Linked DNA regions of Mus musculus: region 2 is linked to region 1. Evidence: chromatin contacts called from public promoter capture Hi-C data. All regions are on one chromosome and are shown on one strand. Each heading gives the region's core, a stretch centred on a gene start, on an enhancer-like site or on the middle of the called end of the contact. The rest is flanking DNA. Distances are from core to core; before and after follow the strand shown. Region 1 has its middle 19 kb from the start of Nck2. Region 2 holds the start of Ecrg4 (ECRG4 augurin precursor).

The links. Promoter capture Hi-C pulls out the DNA fragments that hold promoters and counts their contacts.
Region 2: a promoter capture Hi-C map of neural stem cells shows a contact between it and region 1. The contact joins the promoter of Ecrg4 here to the enhancer-like site in region 1. A contact is called at or near these places in 16 of 39 promoter capture datasets (the C10 cell line, the HPC-7 cell line, HPC-7-derived erythroid cells and 11 more), 4 of 484 Hi-C or Micro-C datasets (embryonic stem cells and spermatogonial stem cells) and 5 of 9 other capture datasets (adipose tissue, embryonic stem cells, liver and 2 more).

What each region holds. Positions count from the first base shown.
Region 1 is chr1:43,423,939-43,430,326 of GRCm38.p6, forward strand. No RefSeq gene overlaps it. Among named protein-coding and RNA genes, the nearest start is that of Nck2, 19 kb to the right of the region's middle. Within about 2 kb of position 2,748, at least 17 of the 459 cell types and tissues checked have an H3K27ac peak or open chromatin away from gene starts, as enhancers often do. A contact at or near this core is called in neural stem cells, where this site is marked.
Region 2 is chr1:43,728,808-43,735,314 of GRCm38.p6, forward strand. It overlaps Ecrg4 (ECRG4 augurin precursor), which reads left to right and starts at 1,795. Exons shown (of 4, transcript NM_024283.3): 1 at 1,795-2,156. The coding sequence starts at 2,078.

The sequences.
Region 1 (6,388 bases), core at 1,498-3,997:
GAGGGAGGGAGGAAGGGAGGAAAGGAGGGAAGGAGGGAGGAAAGGAGGGAAGGAGGGAGGAAGGGAGGGAAGGAGGGAGGGAGGGAGGGAGGGAGGGAGGGAGGGAGGGAGGGAGGGAGGGAGGGAGGAAGAAAAAAACTTCAGACAAGAACTGAACCAGAGACCATGGAGGAACATTGCTTACTGGCTTGATCCCTCTGTTTCGTTCAGGGTGTTTTCTTATTCTGCATAAGTAAAATCACCTGTCCAGGGATGGCACTGCCCTTAGTGGGTTGGGTCGCCATACAGCTGTTAGAAGAAAATTAAATGCCCCTCGGATACACCTATTAGCCAATCTAATAGACGTAGTCCCTCAGTTGAGGTTCTTTCTTCCCGCATGTGTCAAGTTGACAACTGAAGTTAAATAGGACACAATCACTATGAAGATTCGTTTTCAACGTGACCACTGTATATCGCCAAGCACAAAAGCTAATTATTTTAGGGAAATATAATAGAAGGGAAAGAATCCAGGATGGTAGTGATAGCCGAGCCAACCTGGGATCATTTCTTTTAAAAATGTTTAGTGTAAAGCTTATAAACATTTAATTTAAAAATCAAATTGATGTAGTCAATTCCTTACAAGGTGAGACTTGGGAAATGTTGTTTTTCCAACTAGTGGTAGTGTTTTCGGCTGAAAGGAACCATCCACATTTGGTTGAATGTCTCAAGAGATCCTAATCCATATCTTTGGTCCATTCCAGTTTTAGATTCTATTGCTTGATATGAGTCAAAAGATATCTTTGTTGACTTTCCTTGTATGCTACACAAAAAGCTGTAAATTTTGTCTTTTAAAACAGTGCTGTGTATATCCTAACATTTCTAGGAGAGGCCAAAGCGGAATAAAGTTTTACAGGGTTTAAAACCCTCCTGTAGCCGAGCGTGGTGGCACACACCTTTAATCCCAGCACTCGGGAGGCAGAGGCAGCAGGTGGATTTCTGAGTTCGAGGCCAGCCTGGTCTACAAAGTGAGTTCCAGGACAGCCAGGGCTATACAGAGAAACCCTGTCTCTCAACAACAACAACAACAAAAACCCTCCTGTGTGGCTAGCTGTGGGACACACATTTAATGGTAGCACTCAAGAGGCAGATTTCTGTGAATTTGAGGCCGATCTGGTCTACCTAGACCCGTGGTTCTCAACCGTCCTAATGCTGTGACCCTTTAAGTTCCTCATGTTGCAGTAATCCCAGACCATTTTTGTTTCCTATTTCATAATTAGCATTTGCTACTATTATGAATCATAATGTAAATATATGTGTTTTCTCATTGTGTTAGGTGACCCCTGTGAAAGGGTTATGGGTCAATTGCCAAAAGGATTTTGACTCACAGGTTGAGAACCACTGACCTAGACAGTTCTAATCTAGCAAGAACTCTTTAGTAAGACCCTGTCTCAAATAAAACAAAACAAACAAGAAAACCCAAACAAACGAACAGCATAAAAAACATTCTGTGAGTGGGCTAAGTTCTTTCTGCAGGCTTGAGAGGAGAGGTCATTCCTGATTTTTCAGACACTTTCCCCAGCATCCCTTAGTCCCTGGTCACTTCTTCCACCTTCAAGCCAGTTGGCCACCCCAGCCCTACTCTTGGCTTCCTTCAGTCTCTAAGGGTCTCATGCCTTCTCTTCTGCCTGGGTTCAAATTCCCCTCCTTTAAAGACACATGTGATCATACTTAGGGGTCATTTGGGCAGTCCAAGATAATGTCCATCTCTAGACCCTAAATCATATGTACTTATTTGTTCTCCATGAAGTAAGAGTCACAGGTTCTAGGCAGGGGTCAGGTTGTCCATGTCCCCCATCTTATCATCCTGCTCTTCTCTGTTGTTTTATTGTGGATGTGATGTGACCAGCTACTTAAACCCTTTCTCCCTTAAGTTGTTTCTGTCAGGACATTTTATAATAGCAACGGAATAGAAACTAAGACATTTGTCTCCTTGCTAGGAACAGGAAGCTATTCTAGAAAATTCTAGATACATTGGAATTGCCCAGAATTCCCTCCAACTTCTTCATTTTGTCCTGTGTGTTATTCTTTTACTCTCCTTCCCACGTGTTATGAATATGGGATGTTCTGTCTTCCAGAAGTTGGAGCAGAAGGGAAGGGAAGGAATGGGGATTTTGGTTAGCACCTGTGGGAAGATTGTCCTCATCACACTGAGTGGAGAATTTAGTAAAAGAGGCATTAGCTACAAATACATCATATACTGCAGTTCAGGAATGAGTTTGATCATCAGAAAACAACACGAACTTAATTTTCTATTTTGTCAGTACTAACAGAACTTCTGTCTATCACACTGACTTAAGGGGAGTATAGCTCAATAAGTAAAAATAATGCTTGTTGTATTTTGTGGTTGAAAAACAGAGCCAGGTTTCGCCTTCATTCTGCCTCTGATCTGTCCTTGAGATCGGATCTTCCAGACGACATTCGAAGTGGAGTGATTCATTCCAGGAGTTAATAGTGGGAGACTAGGAGACTAGGTGTTGCCTATGTCCGGAAACAACTGAGAAGTCAGGAAAAATACATGTGTAAGGAGCTGCTAGGAAAGGAAATCTCACATCTCTTGGCTTTGAGGGTCTGACTTCCGATCCACTGTTAACTGTTTGCAGGATAAACTTCTATTTACTGTCTTTCAGAAGGCATCCTGTGCTGGGTCGAGGGTGATTTCTAAAGCCTGGGAGGGACTACTCAGATGGAAGGGAAGGACCCAGTATCTTACTCTGATCTTCAGCCTTGGGTTTAGGGTAATAGAAGCTTGTGCACTTGAGCTAAGAATAGCCTTGCTTTTTTACTTAATGCGCACAGCCTCAAAATAGCTTGGCAGAACTCCCCATTGGCATCCATGTGAAGAGAGACAGCAGCTCCAATCTCACTGAGAGTCGATTGCTCCTGCCACTCAGTCACCAAATTCTACTCAGGTCTCAGGAGAGCTGGCTGAAATCCCAATTTAACTTTGTTTGTGGGGGGAGAGGGGAGTGGGGCTTTCATTTGTAATGAGTCTGAAGCACATATATATTTCAAGTGATAATGTTCATTATCCCGGTGTGGGTGATTCTTAAAAGCCTCCCCCTCCGCTCTCCCCAGAATTGTGACTGTTATTTCCTTCTGTGCATTCTGCACACTGGGACCTAGTCACACACGAGATTCACTTTTTCATGGCAATGAACATTTTGACACATGTATATCCAGTGCTTGGTTTGACTCCAACAAGCAGCTGTTGTTTTAATTAGCAGCGATGGCTGACAGGTGATCAAGCTTCACCCAAGTGGCTTTTCTTGAAGCTGTTGCTTTTAGGTAAAGTGGAGACTTGGACGTTCCAGAGATCTGGTGGGCAGTTCAGTAGCCACTGAGGGGACAGGCCTGAAAGCCAAGGCATAGCATTAGTCATCTTGAAAACAACCTAGGCAGTGAGGTCAGTGGGGGAAAGACCCAGTGAAAGATGACCTGCTATAGCTAACTTCAGTCCAGGGAAGACACTCTCTTGCCCTTTCAAGATCGTTTTCTATGCAGTGTGACCTGGTAAGGAACTGACAGCCAAGAGCAAGGACTGATTATAGAGGAGTTCAGCACCTCTTGTATATTACACTGAGTAAACGGGGCTCATCATTTCCAGGAATGGTGAGGCATGCTAACATCCTCCCCCTCTGCCCCCAGAAAGCACCAGACCATCCATCAACTGCCGACTTGAATGGCTACAAAATGCCAGCAAGACATTTCCTCTTCTCATTTTGATAATAGGTGAGATCTATCATCCGCTCTTGCATTTTAATCTGTTTTCTGTTGTAGACATTTATTTATCTAGTGATCTGGAGAATAAGAGATCTAGCAGTAGCTCAGGACCTAGTGAGGAACCACTGCTGGGTCATGGCATAGCAGAGAAGACAGAGTATGCCTTCCAGGAAGAGCTACTGTAATTATCTTCATAATCCATCTATCCATCCATCCATCAGGGCTGAATCCATGCACTAGTGCAGAGCCCTCCTGGCCCAGTCTTCTCCCAAAGGCCCTGTATGCTTGCATCTCTTAACACCATCAGCATGAATCTGGGAAGGAATTTACAAACTACAGCAGCCTACTGTTTGAGTCAATGTTTTGCTATCTGCTGGATCGGATAGGAAGTTGTATAGATCAGGAAACTTTGGATTACAGAGCCATGAGTAGTCTTTATAATGATCTCCAGTAAGTGGTTTCCCAGATGATATCAGTGACCCACATCCTCCAGGGTCAAGGCCTCTTACTTGATATCCTTCCCCTCACCAGGAGTTAGACATTATAACTTGTATCTCGCAAATATGGGAAAGGTAAATTATAGAAAATGTGTGGTTTCGTCTGAAATCATTTAACTTACCCTTCCTTTCATTGAACGAAACTCAGCTGCCATCTTAACCTGACCCATGTAAAGGAACACTTAAGAAGAACACAGATTAACACTTGCATGACAGGCTTTTCCAGAGAAGATGCAACCTCCATCCTGCCATGACAATGTATGAATACCACTAAAGTCCAATTTAGTGAACCAGTGTAACCAAATTGAAGCTTTGAGGCTACTTATAGGAGTATGTATGGTTGAGTGGCTACTTACAGGAGCATAAATGATTCAAAGATAGCTACATCACCAAAACCCACCCCAGCATGAGTGACAGCTCACAAAGGCTTGGAAAGCTGGAGCACATTGCACAGCCTGCAGGCAGCTTTGCAGGTTGAAGAGCGTCCTTTCCTCATGGCTCAGCTCATTTTTGCCTCTTCCAGGCATCTGGGCTTGTCTGAGAATCTTTGAATCTTGTCTTGTCTGAGAGTGACCTCAGAGGTCTTTAGTGTTTATTCTTGGAGAGGGAGGGGCCTAATGAATTTGGTTAGTTGTAGGGACTTCCTAAAACTATTGAGTTGTTTGCTTCCTGTCTCAAAGAGCTTTTCTAGAGGGTGAAATGTTTCAACATGAAAGGAAACAGTTAAACAATAGTAACCTGTAACCAACTGCTAATCATCAGCTCACCTGCCCAAGTGAGCTCAAGTTCAAGCTCAGCACAGAGCTGGTCTCAAAGACCTATGTGGGTCTTTGGTGACAGCCATTTCCTTCACCATGAAGCCATGAGCACAGATACATACTCATGGAGATTTACATTCATACGCAAGACTGTGCTTGGCATTATGGCTCATAGAAATGGAAAGGTAATGCGTATATCTTGTTTTCAGAATGAAGTTCTGGTGTCATTAGTTACATAGCAATTTGTGCGAATGTGAGGGTATAATATCATGATCAGGAATATAGAAAATGTAAAGTGTATGAAATAAGGATTCTTCAGAACCTTTTTATTTTGCAGATACTTTCATATAGCACCAGAAGACCAAAATATTATTCTAACCAGTAATAATAAATAATTCGTCACTAAAAAGAATTTTTGGTGGATGTTCTAATTAGCTTTAACTTTCAACTAGACACATTAAAAATATTGGAGAAAAGATTTTTCGATTGATGGAAATTTTTACTATGTATTCCAGGATGGCCCTGAATTTGCTCCATGGTTCACTCTGGCCTCAAACTCCTAATCCTCCTGCCTCAGACTCTTCTGTGCTGAGACTGCAAGTATGTACCACCGTACTAGACTAACTCAGAAACTTGATAGAAAAAGAGTAAAGCACATTTTATTTAACAATATCTTCATAATGAAGTTGTGCCTTACCGGATGACTGCCAAATACCTTAGCTTTAATTACCACTGGGAAGAAGATACTTTCCAAATATGTCTTTGAACAATATGAAATATAAGAGCCGATTAGTTTTTAATAGTCAGATAGTGGAATCCGCAGTGTATGGCCAGAGCATATGACATTTTGAAAGTCTGATTTCCTTGGCTTTGCATGTTGACACCAGAGCTTCTGTTCCATAGCTGACATTTCATCTGTAGCTTTAATCCGAGTAACACAGGAACTTTACATTGGCAAGCTTAGTTCTTTAAAACTGTCTCTAAGACATGAAAACTTGTGTAGCCTTGCTGCGTTTATGAGTTTTTCTAAAAATTATTCTAGCACACAGTAATCATTTCATCTCGTCTGAAATAGAGATGTGGATTGTGCCCTCAGTGTAACCTCCTTCAGCATTGAAAGTACAGTCCGTAATTCACGTTTACTGTGAACAGCTGAAGCCTCACAACATGAAGATGACGCTTATGAAGTCAGTTTGCATGACATCATCCAACACTTAAAAAATCATTTGTGGTTTTTATTTTCGGTACAGTAGCTCTTGCTTGTTATGCAAATGTATTGCTTGAGCACATACTGGCTATAAATTTCATGGGAATGGTGGTTGTGTATTTTTTTAAAGACCACAGTCACTGTATAGACAGTGCTACATTTCAGTA
Region 2 (6,507 bases), core at 545-3,044, 300 kb after region 1:
AGATCCCCTGGAACTGAAGTTACAGGTGGTTATGAGATGCTCTGTAGGTGCTGGAACAGAACTAGGGTTCCCTGCAAAAGAACAAGTAGTTTAACCTCAGAGCCAACTCTCTTTAGCCCCCTCCTTAAGCATTGTAAAGCAAACCTCTTACATTGCATCATTTTAACCATAAATCTTTCAGGCTGCTGTTGAAAGGGTGGAGGGCTTTAAAAGGGCACCCAGTTCCATTTCCTACACCTACAAAACGGCAATCCTGTAATGGAGCCTATTCCACTGTAACAGCTCTCTCGCCATCTCTTATGATGTGGTATTGGATCAAAGTTGTGTTAGATTGTCTCTCTGTCCTACATGGTGTGTCCTACAGAGCTTCCTTATAGAGTGCTTGGCTGATGGCACCCCAGAGGGTAAGGTCACTTCCCCTGCTCCTCTGTCACCAAATTATCTGTGAACCAGTAGTTAAGGCAGATGTCACTGCAGCATTCTAAAAGACAACTCATTGGGCAGCATTTGAAAAGCCCTGATGACAATGACACTAGGGTTGAATTGGCATCGTTCCGGAATGATAGCTCCTGAGAGTCTAGCCTGGGCACGAAGGAGATAAAGACCACAGGTGGCAAGGTGCTGAGCACAGGACACGGAGGCCAGAGTCTAGGTGGTAACACTACCAACATTTTTGTGTGCTCACAGCATAGGAGGCTCTCCACATTGACTTCTTACCTCAGCTCAGCAGATGCTGCAGCCTCCACTTTAGAGACCCACACATAGACAGACAAGTGAGTTCTCTAAATATTTGTGCAGAATGCAGAGAAATACTAAACCCTGTTCCTTTCCACTGTGCTCAGTCTTCAAGGGAGAAAAGGTTCTCACCACCAAGGCCAAGGGAAGGGCAAGAGGACAGGAAAGCTTCTGTAGTGGAGTTGCTCCCTGTGCCGTCTGAGACACGCTTCAGCATCCCCGAGAGTCGTTAAATAAAGTTCAGATTGCTATGTCTTACCCAACACCCGATGGATCACAGGTGACCAGCAGTATGCACTAGCAAGCTCCGAACTCTCATATACCTGTGACTCCCAAATCAGTATTTACATCCCTCCCAGGTTCACCTTTCCCTTCTTTTCCTTTGATGGCTAAACTCTGATTTTCTCCTGCCTGCTGGAGAAACCCTTCTACATGAGAAGGCCTCTCCCTGAGTGGCCAGACACTAAGCAGCTCTCCTTGATTTAAAACTGAGAATCTTTGTGAAGGAACTGAGCTCAGCTCAGACTGGGAAAAAGGCTCCAAAGCCAAGTTTCCATTCATCAATTGAAAACAGTTTTTGTCTTTCTCTACCAAACCTGCCGCTGGGAATGGAACCCAGAGTCCAGCATAGTGGTCAGGAAAACCCCCGGTTGGTCTTCTCTTTTGTTGAGCACACTGTTTTATGACCTCTCTTAGTGGTCAAGTGTGCTACTGAGAAAATGAGTGTCTTCTGCCTTCTTTCCAATTGCTCAACTGTCCCAGAATGAGAGTGTGCACAGTGGACACAGCATGTTCACTAAAAACTTTGCAAAAACACTTTTGCACTGCAGCGGTTTGAGTTGACATGTTTTTCCTGGATTGCAGTTCTGAACCCAGAATCTTTCAAAATATCATAAAAAGAGACCCTGCAGGAGCCAACCTTAACTACAGTTCAGGAATTAAGAACATTCCAAAGGCTACTTTAAAAGGCAAGGCCTGAGCCTGACGCCAAGGGCCTGGGTTGCTAGGGGAGGGTTGTGCTGCAGAGGAACGGCTCAGGGGGGCGTGCGGAAAAGAGGAGTGAGCCAACATTCTCTGTCCAGGCTGGTTGGGCTGTGCCTGGCATCAGTCTTGCCCTCTCCCCTTTGGCCACGCGGCCCTTCTCAGCGATTTGCAGCAGACCCGCAGGGCAGTGTGCCTCGGTGGCATTGAACTGAAGCTTGGCTCTCGGCCTGGCCTGCTGGCTAGTTGCCCACCCTGTGGGTCCCGCCCAGAGCAAGGATACTGGAGCTTTCGCCTGCCTCACTGAGCCTGGGTCTCCACTCCAGTCATCCCTCCAGCTACTTTGCAGCACTCTGTCGCCATGAGCACCTCGTCTGCGCGGCCTGCAGTCCTGGCCCTTGCCGGGCTGGCTCTGCTCCTTCTGCTGTGCCTGGGTCCAGGTAAGTGGAGGATACCTGGCGGAGAGTGCTGAGGGTGCTGGGGAAGGAGATTGGAAATGGGGTGCTTCATGCCTGAATATGATCCTGCTCTTAACCTGTACTAAACCAAGAAGACAATGGAACCGGGTCTAGTATTTTACACTCATGTAAGTCCCAATGAGTGCACTTGGGCAGGCAGTGAGGGACTCAGATTCAAAGAGAGCATAGTAGACTGAGGGGCAACCTTGGGCAAATGAAGTAAGGATCTGAAAGAACCACAAGAAGTGCTAAATCAGGGATGGTGGAGGCTTGAAGGGAGTATCATTCTGAGGCAGGACACACTGCTGTCTTTCTCCAATTCTTCCAATTTCTTCCAAATTTCTTCCAAATTCTTCCAATTTCTTCCAGGCAGTTTGGGGCAACAGAGCTGACTAAGAGCGTTCAGGCTGCAAAGCTGAGCAATGTTTAACTTTTTCTATTATATTCAGCGGAATTATTAGCTATTGTATTTCTACTAGCTATTATATTTAAACATTAAATATATCTACATATTAGCAAATATATATCTACTATATTTAGCTGAATTAACTGAAAATCCCCAGGTCTCTCTACATTAAAAGCACTTAAGCAGTACACCGTAAATACTATACCCAGAGCTCCACAGACTCTACCTTCTGAACCTGGAAAGTTCTTCTTTTGTGTGACCCTTTAGAGGTCACAAGTGAGTTCCTGTGCATAGGAACGCCTTTGAGGTTTATAACTCTGGGAGGCAGTAGGGTGACCCTAGGTTTACTGCCAAGAGAACAGTAGCTGGAAGACACCAAACTATTTACCTATCACCTGAGACTGGTGTTTGTCCCAGTGCGAAGGGGTGGCCATTGCCAGATGTAAATAGAAGACGCACTCAGTTTCTCTGTGTTTCATTTTTGCTTTCTCAGAGCAGGCATGGTAAACCTAACTCCAGAATGAGGGGAGGCAGGGTCACAGCATGAGAGACCATGAAAATAAAGGGGAGGTTGTTCTTATTGGAAGGGTGACTGGTGCAAATGACATCAGTACCCTCTTGTGAGCTAGCTTCGTGAACATGGCGTTAGGCCATTCATTTTCAACACTCATATTTTACGAGTTAATGCCAAGAAGTGAGGGAGTGGAATCCGTCACAGTATCAGCATCACTGAACTGAAATGTGAACTTTATCATGAAAGATAAAAATGCATTGAGTCTCAAAGATGACCTTTTCCTCGCCCCCTTTTATTTTATGTGTATTGGTGTTTGGCCTACACGTGTGTCTGTGTACTTCATGCATGTAGTACCTGCAGAGGCCAGAAGAAGGTGCTGTCACTCCGGTACTGAAGTGACAGAAGGTAGATGTGGAAATCAAACCAGGGTCCCCTGGAGGAGCACCCAATGCTCTTAGCAGAAGAGCCACCGTGGTCTCCATGCCCCAAACATGACTCTTCATGGCATCCAAGCACATTTCATGAAGAGAAGGATCACAGCTCCCTCTTGATTTGCCTGTTGTGGGTTTTCATCTTCAGAGTGAGACATCTTGAGACTCTGAATGTGTCCAGTCCCCTGTGTATTCTAATTCCAGGTAACCAGATTTGCTACATATGTGACTGCTTTTCATCACAGCCTGGACAGGACAGCTGGGGATGTTGGAGTAAGGGGGCTACAGTTCTTCTTTTGTTCTTTCCTCCTTTCCCCAAGCAGATTTAGTGTGATGTCCAATTGTATGTACTAATATACAGCTGAATGTACAGGGTTGGCATAGCAGCAGCATTCATAATTCATGGCTTGGAGCCTCTGCAAGCCTTTCAGTTGCACAGCTAAGATTTGCTGTGGTGGAGCTTTCATTCCTGAAGTACTCATGACTCACATTTGCAAGAAATTTCAGGCTTGCAGGAATAGCCTGAATCTCATGTCTCTTTCAGCATCAGACCACATTTCATTCATTAACCGTTAAGCACATCTACAGAAGGCAAACAGATGGAGGGCAGTGCTTAATTCTGTGTGTGCTGTCCCATGGCTTGTTAAAGACTGACAAATGTTAAGATATTCATGCATGTTAATATTAGAGCTGAGAATGTATCTGTCAGCTTTGGCAAATATTTTCATAGATTTCTTCATTGAGTTTTAAGATTTGGAGGGAAGTATGGCACTCAACAGCAGCCCCACTTTACTGGCTAGATAATCATTTTCCAGTAGCTTGGCCAGTTCTCAACTGTGTTGATTTATGCTCACATGCATTAATTCTTAATCAGGAATCTCCTAGAGGCACTTGCTCCATCTTTATGTGGTGGCCCAGGAACTGGAAATATTACTAACTTACTAGTTACTTTTCTATTGCTGAGATAAAATACTATGGCCAAGACAACTTATAAAATAAGACATTTAGAGTTTACAGTTCCAGAGAGTTAGAGCCCACGGTGATGGATTGAAGGTATGGCTGCAGGAGCAGCTGAGATCATCTAAAACCATAGTGGGAGGTAGGGCGTTTCCTTTCTCCAGGTTTCCTGTTACCTTGAACTGCAGAGATGTGGCCTGATCAGGATGATGACAAAGCAGAGAAGAGACAGTCAATTCTTTTTTTTTCCATTTTTTATTAGGTATTTAGCTCATTTACATTTCCAATGCTATACCAAAAGTCCCCCATATCCACCCACCCCCACTCCCCTGCCCACCCACTTCCCCTTTTTGGCCCTGGTGTTCCCCTGTACTGGGGGCATATAAAGTTTGCAAGTCCAATGGGCCTCTCGGGACAGTCAATTCTTGATAGCTGACTACACTGAACTCTGATGTTATTTTAAAACAGCCACATCACCATAGGTAGCCTGCATACAGACTACAGAAACCTCCATACTCTGATGCCTGCTACACTAACTCCTTAGCTCCCTGCCTAGCTCATGCCGGTTCCTCTGAGCAAGATGTCAGGACAATAACTGCTATCACTCATTCCTTAGCATGGCTCTTACAGACTCTTCTCAGGATATTTCTATGCTATCCATTCTCTAACATTAGGATGCCCAGATATTATCGTTCAGGCTAGAACACTTCTGAGAATGAGAGGAGGTGCTGTAAATCAAGACTCTCCTAGGAAAGCCCAGAAAGTGTTGCCACCACACCCATAAGATCACCAGGGAGGCACTTGGACAAGCTCTAGGATTTCCCTACTCTATCCAAGAGCATAGGCCAGGCTCTCTAGATGGTACTGCTATACTGGCATGCTGGCATGCTGCAGTGATGAGGCTGAGTGATGAGGCTCTGTATGGATTGACATAATAAGAGTGATGTGGATCTAGAAACATGGTGAGCATTAAGTGCACTAACACACACACACAAATATACACGGGCACACACACACAGTAAAACAACCAGGTGCTGACTCTTGGCTTTGAATATTGGCTATTTTTTCTCCTCAACAACATGGCAAATCATTTATGCAAGAGTTCTTACTAAAAAGATGTTTTTTCAGCCTTATGTATTGTTGACAACCAGAGTACAGGTTTTTTAGTTGATTTGAAGTGCTGAGGATTAATCCCACGGCTCATCATGCTAAGTGGGTGTTCACTGAACTAAACCCAGAACCCCAAATGGATATTCTTCATTTTCTTTTTTAATTTTAAAATTATTATACGGAGTAATACGTCTCATTTTGTCCATTCATTAAGTACTTTGGCCCTCTTCCTCTCCTCTTTTCTTACCCCCACTCCATATCTTCCTGGCGAGCCTTTCATCATTGCTCTCTGTAGACAGCCCCTTCCTATTTTCTTATCCCAAGATACATCTTTATTACTATGGTGGTTTGAATGAAAATGGCCCCCATAGGCTCATATAGTTGAATGTTTGGTCTCCAGTTGGTGGAACTGTTTGGGAAGGATTGTGGGGTGTGGCCTTGTTGGAGGAGGTATATCACCAAGGGTGGGCTTCAAGGTTTCAAAAGCCCATGCTATTACCAGTTAGCTATCTTTATCTCTCTACCTCCTGCTCATGGATTAGGGGTAAGTGCTCAACTACTATTCCAGCACCATGCCTGCCTGCTGCCATGCTGTCCCCCATGATAGTTATGGACTTATCCTCTGGAACTGTAAGCTCCCACTAAATGATTTCTCCTTTAGATTGCCATGGTCATGGTCCTTTGTCACAGCAATAGAAAAGTAATTCAAATAAATTACCCTCCAACCTTTTAAAATTTTTCTCCTTTATCTCTCATGGTCCCCCCTTTCTAGTTTTATGAACTATATCCACTCTGTATACATACATATAAAAGCACTCACATATAAATTAAAATCTGGGTTCAGCATGAGAAAAAGTATGTTATTTGTCCTTTTTTTTTTTAATTGTCAGCATGGCACAGCCTAGACTCACAAAA